Regions from separate parts of the Danio rerio genome. Here region 2 is linked to region 1. Evidence: chromatin contacts called from public Hi-C data. All regions are on one chromosome and are shown on one strand. The core of a region is the stretch at or near the end of the contact, and the rest is flanking DNA. Distances in the headings are between cores, read along the strand shown. Region 1 holds the start of cgnl1 (cingulin-like 1). Region 2 holds the start of znf280d (zinc finger protein 280D).

Region 1 (5,325 bases), core at 195-2,694:
GAAGAATGAAGGTGACACTAAGGAAAGCATACGATTGGAAGACTGGACTTAAGGCCAAATAGGACAAAAACACAAAATGAACACCCTAATAAAGCAAGAATCTAAAGGAAAAATCTTTCTCATTGGATCTCAAGAGAGCAAAAAGAAAACTCAAACTTTCCAGCCCCACAAAGGGGGATGAGAAAGAACAATACGAGCAAGTTAAAAAGCGGCAAGCCCCTTTATCCACAAGGAACAGAGCTTTGGTGCAGAAAAAGGGATATGACACAATAGCCTTATTCAGTCCCTGTATCACATGTACTATGTGCAGAGGGACTCAATGGTGTTAATGTAGCTCCCTTCCTCTCATTGTGCCAACTGGAAACATGTAGCTCTGACGGGGAAGTAAACACGGGCTGTGCAAACTCTTGCAGCATGGCCTCCACCTGCATTCTTACTTTTCCAAGGAGTTTCCTGGTACAATTGTAGTACTCTGACTATCTACATGTAAACTCTATCTAATTAATTAACTCTAACTAATCCAGACTAAAAACTAGGTTAGAACTCCAATAATAATAATAATTAAACGAAGAAAAAACAGAAAGGTTTACTGATAATTATTCTCAAGATGACACAGTAAACACTATAACTGTAAGTAGGGATAACATGAGTAACTACAGTGAACTTTACTCTTTTTCAACAGAATTAAGTCATATTATGGTTTTCTGCACAGTATGGTAAATCTGATCATACTGCATGATTTAGTTTGGGAATCATACATTCAATTGAACTAAAATTTTCATTTTTTTTATGCAAAATAACTGATGTTTACCCTTACATATATATTTTTAGCTAGCAAAATTGTAGTAATTATATTTTTGGCATACGTACTTAAACTTGTATATCTCTACTACTGTTGTAAAACTATAGATTGTGTTGCAAAACCATGGTAAGAGTTACCATTATGAACCATAGTGGCCACAAATTTACTATGATTTTGCAGTACCATAGTTTTACCATGGTAATTTTAGTAAAACTTTGGTTAAACAAATGTAAGTCAATACGCCAAAAACAAGCATGGTTACAACACAAAAAACAAGGCTAAATTTCACACAAACACTGACTGTACCTAAAGATGCGTCAGGCTCTACAAGAGCAGTTTTAATACCCTGCATTTACCATACTGTACATGGAAATACTCGAGTGTGTACTCATTAAAGTTTTGGTAACTTTCTCAGTGTTTTTTAAACTTCAGCGCACAGAACTTACTACCAAACTGCTCCAAGACTAGCGGAGATTCCCACTTTTTGGAAATAAAAAACGCAGCTCTTACCGCTGTTTGTCGTTTATCCTCCAATATGCGTTTGTTTGTTGGTCAAGCTCTGTAAACAGCTGTGACACTAAGCGAAAGCTCCATCTCCTCTCACTTGCTCAAAGTCACTTGTTGCACGTCTTGTTTTCAGACTAGTTTTGCTTCAAGCACACGGGCTGTTGAGAAGCGTCAAGCCCCGCCCACACCAAATCTTCGCCCCGCCCACCCACTCAGCCTGATTCGCGATCAGCTGATCCGCTCTACATGACGGCCGATCAGAGCTGATTTCGCATTTCACCTGATCTCAAGACACAAAGCGCAGAAACTGGGTGTAGGCCCTACAAGCCCTTGTGCTTTGGGTATCGGTGAAATCAAGGGTTTTCATGTGACAGGAGATTTCATGTGATTTGAATGAATTTTTCTTAGTGTTGTCCAGACTGGAAAAACATGTATCTTTGCTTGGTTGTTTGTTTTGGTTGTTTTGTTTTCCAGGGTTAAGCATTAGCCCTAAGTCTAACAAGTGTTTAGAATGCAAACTAAATCTATCGAAACAGATAGAAACAGATTTTCTTTGTAAAATGTGAAGCCGTGTACTGCTGTACATTTCTTTACTCTGGTAAACTGTCTTACCTGGCTAAACTGCCACATCAAAATAAAAATACGATTAAAATAAAATAAAAAGTTTCAGTTTACTTTTCGGATATATATAAAAAGAATTGTTAGCTTTAATATACCTCAATATTGTCAGTACATGTAAGACATATAGGCAACAAGTTCACTATTGGAACAGTTTAACAGCATTATACAGGCTAAAATGATGCTGAGAGCTCTTTAGACTGACAGCGCCATCTAGTGAGAAAACAACCGCCGACAGAATATTTGCATAATGCAAATTACTCACTGACTCTCACAGAAATGTGAACACAAATTTAACACACTGTGTCTTTAATCTTTATTTAGTATATATATATATATATATATATATATATATATATATATATATATATATATATATATATATATATATATATATATATATATATATATATATATATATATATATATATATATATATATGTATGTATAATACAAAAGAAAAAAGTGAATTTTCAACAAATGTTGTAGCTACTTGCAATAAATAAGCAACTAATATGAAAAGCCTGCTGTCTGAATGTGTGCAGCTTCAGCATAGGTATGATCAGTGCATAATTGACCTTCCACTGTAAAGCTCGCAAATTATCTGTTGATGACAGTTTAAGAAGCTGTGAGTTTTTCCTTTAGTGAGTGAAAACAGTTAACCTTAGTTTCATCCTACTTAACATGAGAAAAAAGTATGGGTCACTTTGAGGAGCATTGCAGCTATAGTGAAAACTACAGGACAATCGCTAAAGCAACTATGTTTGCTTTTTATATGTGAATACATTTTACAGTTTTCACAGTGGCTTTGGTGCATTTCTCACAACACTATTTACATTTGCACAACAGTTAATGCATTTCTCAAAACAATTAGTCATTTGTGCGCATCATATATAGCAAATCATTTGTAGCACTTTCTCATTCCTTCCAACAAATTGCAAATGCTTTGGACATGCATCAATTGCTTTCACACAACTCTCTGCTGTTGTATAACATTATCATCTGCTTATGTCATGTCAGTCAAAATGAACTAAACTTGTGAATGCTGAATAGTCATTCCATATAAAACTAATAGTCCTATTTAACGACTTAAGTCATTATATACACAAATGTTGAACTAGTTGTCAAATGTAAATTTTACAAAAATGTTTAAATCTATTTTTTTCCTGAAAATGTCTTTTAAAATGAACAAGTTCATAAATGATTTACAAATCTGTCTATATTGTAGGTTCGGTTCCAATATGTGCTGCAATATTGTTTACAGTTGTGCACAGCTCTACCCAAAGGAAGTTTATGTTTGTTGTAAATAGGGGTGTGTTTATTCTTTTGCACAATGCTGTGAATAAATTAGAATTGCAAAAAGCAAATGCAGCAAAAATGTGAAACACATATTCAGTGTCTTGTACTCAGTTACCTCACTAAATGCAGTGATGTCTAACTTTGCTGTAGTTTTCAAATGGCTGTGTAAATAGTATATAGTGCGTCTTGAGCATTTTCAGGAAGTGTTACTAAAATTTGACTTTTTTGCACTGGAAAAAGTAAACTGTCATAATGAAAACATGACAAAGCCATTTGACTATCTTGTTCATAATCAATGGTGTCAGGACTTTTCATCTTGATGACACTGACACTTTCATTGACATCAATACTTGCTTTTGAGGAATGAACTATCCATTTTGAGCAAGTGACGCGCTTTTGCAGGTTATCAACTAGGTTTGGCAGTTTGTTCTAAGAAATGCATCAACTGTTGTGCAAATGTAAATAGTATTGTGAGAAATGCACCAAAGCCACTGAGAAAACTGTTATAAAATATTTTATTTTAATTTTAATAAAAAAATTGAAAGAAAGAAAGAACATTTAATCAATGTAATTAAATTGATTGGTTAATGTAATTAGCACAGTCTGTTTGTATGTTTATAGTGCTCAGCATAATTGAGTACAGCCTATTTTGAAAATGAATATTTTAATCCATTTCTCAGTGAATATGTGTGATGTACTTGGATGCATTTAAACCAGACAGATTCATTAAACAGATATGTTTATTAAAATAATATTTTAGTCACCAAGTATATTTAAAATATAAAAGATAATACAATTAAATTCAAGCAAATATTGCAAAAAAAATTAAAACCTACCAAATTCCAACAAATTTTGTCGATTTGTTTTAGCTTTTCTTGTTTTTTTCCTCTTTTTTTAAAAATGTTTATATTTAATACAATAGTTTTTATAACATTATAGTTTTTATAACATATAAATTTGGCAGTACTAGTTTTTTGGATCGTTATCGTAAGCTAATTTGTTAGAGATTCAGATTTGGCTTCAGTACTGACTAATCTAATGCATGCACAAATATTGAATAGCTTCCTATTAAAAATATGTATTTACAAGAGAGATTTGTGAAAGGGGGTGGAAGGCAGCGAGCACGATGACACAGTGGGTAGCACGATCACCTCATAGCAAAAGGGTGGCTGGTTCGAGCCTTGGCTGGGTCAGTTGGCATATCTGTGTGAAGCTAGCATGTTCTCCCTGTGTTGGCGTGGGTTTCCTCCAAATGCTCCAGTTTCCTGGATTCCAAAGACATGTGGTATGAGAAAAATTGGGTAGGCTAAATTGTCCGTATATGTGTATGAAAGGGAGTGTATGGGTGTTTCCCAGTGATGGGTTGCAGCTGGAAGGGCATCCGCTACATAAAACATATGCTGGATAAGTTGGCGGTTCATTCTGCTGTGGAGACCCCAGATTAATAAAGGGACTAAGCCAAAAAAAAAGAATGAATAAAAACATGCTGAACACTCTACACTGTTAACATTTTTTTTTTGTAAATTATACAGTATTTAACTGTATTATGAACTGTATTTTATCGTAAAGCATTTATGCACTATGTCAGTGTATTTTTAAGTTACATTGTTAAAATACTGAAATTTTGCTGTAAATGTAAATGTGATTTATAGCACAGTACTGGTGAACTGCTGCCAGTAAGTTACTGTAGATTCTGCAAGAAAGTTTTGGAAATGTGTTGAAAAAAGTATTTTGGAATATATATATATATATATATATATATATATATATATATATATATATATATATATATATATATATATATATATATATATATATATATATATATATTTATTTATTTATTTATTTATTTATTTATTTATTATTGTATTATTATTATTTATTTATTTTTTCACAGTTGATCTAATAATTTTGCCCTCCTAATCTAGAAAGGGCCCTTTAATGTAAGAGGGCCCTCGGCAAAACTTTGTTGAGCCAAAATTACTCCTTTGTATAGGTGCTCTATATTTGATAAAATAGTTAATATGCAGATGTGTTCCGGATGTGCAGCAGGGAGCGCTGTCTGTCCCCGTTTGAGGAGCCGCAGGTCCTGATATGAA
Region 2 (5,470 bases), core at 602-3,101, 220 kb after region 1:
AGAGATGGGTTGCAGCTGGAAAAGCATCCGCTGCATAAAACATATGCTGGATAAGTTGGTGGTTCATTTCGCTGTGGCAACCCAAATAAATAAACAAAAGTTTATTTTAAATGTAACTATTATGACTTGCTATTATCATTATTGGTATTACCATTTTCAGCAATGTATAATATAGAATTGAATCTAATATAAATAATATTAAATAATAATATAAAATTTCTACAAATTCTACAAAAAACATGATTTTATATCATACATAATTCTCAGGTAACAAGCTGTTGTATATGTCACTTTTAAGATGCCAGTATGCTCATACTTTAGTGTACCTTTTTTTTTCATTCAACTTTTGTCTATTCCTGGATTCCTGGAAGACTGCAGCTCTGCAGAGTTAAGTTCCAGCCCAGCTTCAACACACTTACCTGTAGGTTTAAACAAGCATAAAGCACACAATTAGTTTGATAAGGTGTGTTTAATGAGGGTTGGAACTAAACTGTGGAGAGCTTCTGTTTATCAGTTTGTTGCATACTGATTTTTATTAACATACTTTCTATTTCATTCATTCATTCATTTTCTTGTCGGTTTAGTCCCTTTATTAATCCGGGGTCGCCACAGCAGAATGAACCATCAACTTATCGAGCAAATCTTTACGCAACCCCTTCCAGCCGCAACCCATCTCTGGGAAACATCCACACACACACACACACACACACACACACACACACACACACACTACAGACAAATTAGGTCGCTGTCTTTGGACTGTGGGGGAAACCGGAGCACCCGGAAGAAACCCATGCAAACTCCACACAAAAATGCCAACTTAGCTGAGGTTCGAACCAGTGACCTTCTTGCTGTGAGGCGACAACACTACCTACTCCGCCACTGCGTCACCTAGACTTTCTTTTTGTGTAGCCTATTTTAGAAGGCCCATAATACTGCTGTATATATGTGCAAAACAAAGATTAAATCACTGTAAGTAAAATAGAAAAATAGAAAATACTTTTATCATAAAATTAAGCAGTATAACAAGCAGCATTTTATACAAGTTCAATGAATAATACAGTGCATGTTTTTTTTAAATAACTTTACAATTAATTAGTATAGCTGTTTATGTGCTCCACTAGCTCACAATTCAATCAAAATAATGATATCCAGGATATTTAGTGACGTTCAAGAGACAGAAATAGAACACCACAGACCAAATGCTATGCAGAACATAGTCTTATGTCACTAAATCAAAATCGCGTACAAATGTACACTACAAGCCATCCTGAAAAAAGTCATAAAAATCATTTCCCAACTTTCTGAATGTAGCTATCATGGTGATGACTTTCATTATTTATAAAGGACATTTATATTCATCACAATACTCATAGTGCCACCTGTTGGTCAAAACAAACAGATTCAATACAAGATTTCTAAATCTTCTACCTGCAAATGTTACATTTATATAAGTGAATTAGCCTAGATATTAACTTGTACATAAGTTCGTTCATCTCTTATATAAACATATTTAGTACTTGTCCATGATATTTTTCTAATGCCATTTTAAAGTTATAAAATGTTTTAGAGTAACATAAAACAGTTTACATAATCTATTACATGTAAATTAGATGTATATATTTTTTAATTGCACCACTATGCATGTATTAATATCTAAAGCTTTACTAACTAAGAGTCCATGATGTAAAGAGCGTATGTTTTGGCCTGGTTCTCATTGTCTGACATGTAATATTGTTTATAATACGTTTCGTTTCTTCTCTGCACATAACTTCATGTTCTGTATTTTAATATTGGTATGTCTAAACTGGGGGGAAAGGGTATTAATTCAGACTCGAAGAGCTTTTTGGTCCCTCAACAAAGCCCCTCGAATTTCCCATGAGCCTCCGCGGTTCATGCTGCTGTAAGCGTGTCTGAATCAACACTGATGTTGTTTGTAAATAATACGAGATTTTAAAAGGTAAGGTCGAATTGTGTAAATCTGTTAATCTGTGATGTTTGTCTATTTGTTTCTATATACAAAGATAATAAGTGTTTCCTTTGCGGTTTCTGCGGTGTGTCGTTTCCTGCAGCGGCTAGCTATTTTTCTTGCTTTTTAGCGCGTTAGCATCCACACAGAGCCGACCAGCTTGCTAATGCTTTCCCAAATAACGCCCTTAGAAGAAAACATGTGTGTAAATGTAACTAATTTCTTAACACCTGTGCTCTTCTTCTTTCTTAATTCTTTGTTGATTTCACGTTTTAAATTGGAGACAATGGTGAGAACCTGAATTAGCATCTTAGCCGGTCTATGTCCGCAGTAACAGTCGATTGTATACTCAAGCCTGCAAGAGATGTATTATAGGTTCCACATCACTATAGCTGGCGTTTTAAACTTAACGTGACTTAGTTTTGCATAACAATATTTTGCATATACATATTAGGCGCAGCTGTTACTGCACTCTCAAACATTAGCATCCCAACAAACACATTTACGTTATAGCGATGTCTGCACAACGTTGTATTTTTTCAAAGACAATTTGCCGCTTACGTGCTTGCTACATTGTCACAACATAGAAATGTAAGAAGTGAGAAGGCTGTAGCAACGTTGTCGTGCGACATTCAGCAACCGCGAGACGGCGTTTTTACTACTTGTATTAATATTTTTGTGGCAGTTTATCAATACTGCCTAGAATACAGGATAAGCAGTAATTCTTTTCCAATATTGCTTAATATTAAATATTGTTCAGTTATTTTTTAATTTAACAACTGCATGTATAAACTTTGAAGTATAAAAATGCCACACAAATGAATATAATCAAACTTTTTATTATATATTTCACAACATTTAATACATACAGTACACATCTAATCTAAGCAAACAGTATAAAATAAAGTTTAGATTTTATTCTCTCTCTCTCTCTCTCTCTCTCTCTCTCTTTATATATATATATATATATATATATATATATATATATATATATATATATAAACACATATATATATATATATATATATATATATATATATATATATATATATATATATATATAAACATATATATATATATATATATATATATATATATATATATACACACACACACACACACACACACACACACACACACATTTAAACAAAAGGGTAAGCAAACAAAAAAAGTAAACAAAAAATCATTAAAATGTAAATAAATAAATATATAAATTAAAATGCTGACACTGGGGAAGGATGGAGAATACAGCAGACCGGGGGGTGCAGCTGAAGCCAGGCGTAGTTGTTGGTATGGAGAAAGCAGTCAGAGGAAGAAACGAATCCAACAGAGAATCCAGCTTCAGAGATCCACAGCAGACACAAGTCAAAATAGGCAGTGAACAAGAGAGGACAGATGACAGATCAGAGCTTGACACAACAGGACTACACTGGAAATGACTACTGACTAGCAAGTTTATATTGAAGCTTCAGACATTTATTGTAATTTTATTATATATGAAATCTCCAGTGAGTAATTATGGAGCCTACTTCATTTAAATTTTTTAATAATATATCATATACTAAAATGACATACAAATAAATAAATTTAGAGATACAGGGAAAACAGGTTTGAGTTAACAGAAGTCAGAGTTAGTCTCCGAATACTTACTTACATTATGAGAAGAGAAAGAAGAGGTCCTGTAGTTGTGGCGTTGCTCGCTGTAAAATGGAATGTTAAACTTAGTGTCATTTCAATAACAGCTGTACAAAATAACAAAGTACTTTTTCATAAGCATGGTCTATTTTCCACATTATGGACATACTGTGTTTTAGATAACATAACTGCATTTAATATGATAGTAAATATAGTAGAGTGGTATACTCTTTACATCATCTAATTCTTCTTTCCATAGATCAGGAATTACAGCAACACAGTTCTGAGGTGAATTCAACAACTGAAAACATTCTGAAAGACATGTTACATAAATAATTTGAAAACAACAGTGGGTGGGTAAACAATAGAGTTTTATGCAACTTGCGCATAATTAAAAAGAAATTATCAATGGAAGATAACCTCTATGTGAAAATAGCCTGTTGAGCAAAGAAAAAAAGTGGATTTTAAATTCCAACATCAAAAGACCAATCAAAATAAATAACGATTTAGACTAGCAGATCTTTTTATTAATAATAGTAACTAGGCATTTTAACATTATTTTATATACTTTAACTTATGGGGATAGATCACCCAAAACTGACAATTCTGTCATTTAGCCTCATCCTTTACTTGTTCCAAACGCATTTACCTTTTTTTTTCTCTGCTGAACAATAAAGAAGATATATTGAATAAGCTGGAAACCTGTTAACTATTGAATTCCATTGTGTTTTTCCTACTATGAAAGCAAATGCTTACAGATTATTCAGATTATTTCTTTAAAAGACTGTCTTTAGTGTTCAACGGAATAAAGAAACTTAAAGATTTGGAATCACTTATTTTATGGGTGAATAATTTGAGTACATGTTTATTTTTGAGTGAACTTTAACGGGATGCAGTCTGCACAGAGGTGTTTTGTATTAAAAGTCAGTTTGTGTGTTTTGTAAAAAGTGCGTCGGCTGGGATCGTGTGATGCAGTATCCATAACTGACTCATCACGATCGATATGGAAAAAAACTGAACTTCAAAAACATTTTTGTCCATTCGAGTAAAGACAAGGGGCAGGTAAATTATCAGGAAATGTTTTATTGAAAGATTTAACAATGTCTTTAATGTTGTCGCCGTCCGCGAACGGAGTGCTGAAATGTTACTCGCTCGTAATAACTTAATTACGGCTTTTTTGTATGTGTAATGTTGGAACAGATTGTTGTCGAAATCGTAGGTTTGTTTGAATATTCACAATTTGCATATCTTAAGAAGAAATAAAGCAATACTCGTGTCTCCTCTGTGGTTGATGAATGAGGCGACAGCTTGTTGAAATTTAAACTGATTCAGCTGTGACCAGTAAATGTTGTACAGTGGTCGTCCACGCCACCTAAGCATAACCTAAAGCATGCGGCCCTCATGATTTGTAAATGGCAACATTATGACATCATTGTGACAACCTTTAGCAACAACGTAGATTCCTCAACCTTTTTGCAAGGTTGGTACAACGTTGTAGGAAGGTCGCTACGTTGAAGCAAAAAACGTGTGTTTTTTGGGATGCCTTTGTTTAGGATTATTTATTCTAGTGGGTTTAAACCCAGGCTTTGATGTGATTTGTGGGTATTGGGTGTGTTTACCGAAATGACGACATTGCACTAATGCCTTTTGTTTACTCTTAGATGTCTGAGTTGTTTATGGAGTGTGAAGAGGAGGAGTTGGAGCCATGGCAGAAAGCAATACCTGAAATAAATCTTATCGATCTGGATGATGATGATGAGGATGATGATGAACCAATATTCGTTGGTGAAATCTGCAGCTCCAAGCCTGCAGCCCAAAAAAAATCAGGTATTGCGCGTTTTTGGGACTCAGTAACTTCTTTTCCTG

What was found. Hi-C and Micro-C count contacts between places; a contact is called where the count stands out from the background.
Region 2: a Hi-C map of hematopoietic stem cells shows a contact between it and region 1, with 2.0 times the contacts expected there. The contact joins the promoter of znf280d here to the promoter of cgnl1 in region 1. A contact is called at or near these places in 6 of 18 Hi-C or Micro-C datasets (caudal fin, embryo, hematopoietic stem cells and 1 more) and 2 of 4 datasets of contacts at active chromatin or transcription factors (caudal fin and gastrula embryo).

The regions. Positions count from the first base shown.
Region 1 is chr7:54,093,801-54,099,125 of GRCz12tu, forward strand. It overlaps cgnl1 (cingulin-like 1), which reads right to left and starts at 1,445. Exons shown (of 19, transcript XM_003198999.7): 1 at 1,313-1,445.
Region 2 is chr7:54,315,981-54,321,450 of GRCz12tu, forward strand. It overlaps znf280d (zinc finger protein 280D), which reads left to right and starts at 1,852. Exons shown (of 18, transcript XM_679451.9): 1 at 1,852-1,960; 2 at 5,266-5,431. The coding sequence starts at 5,266.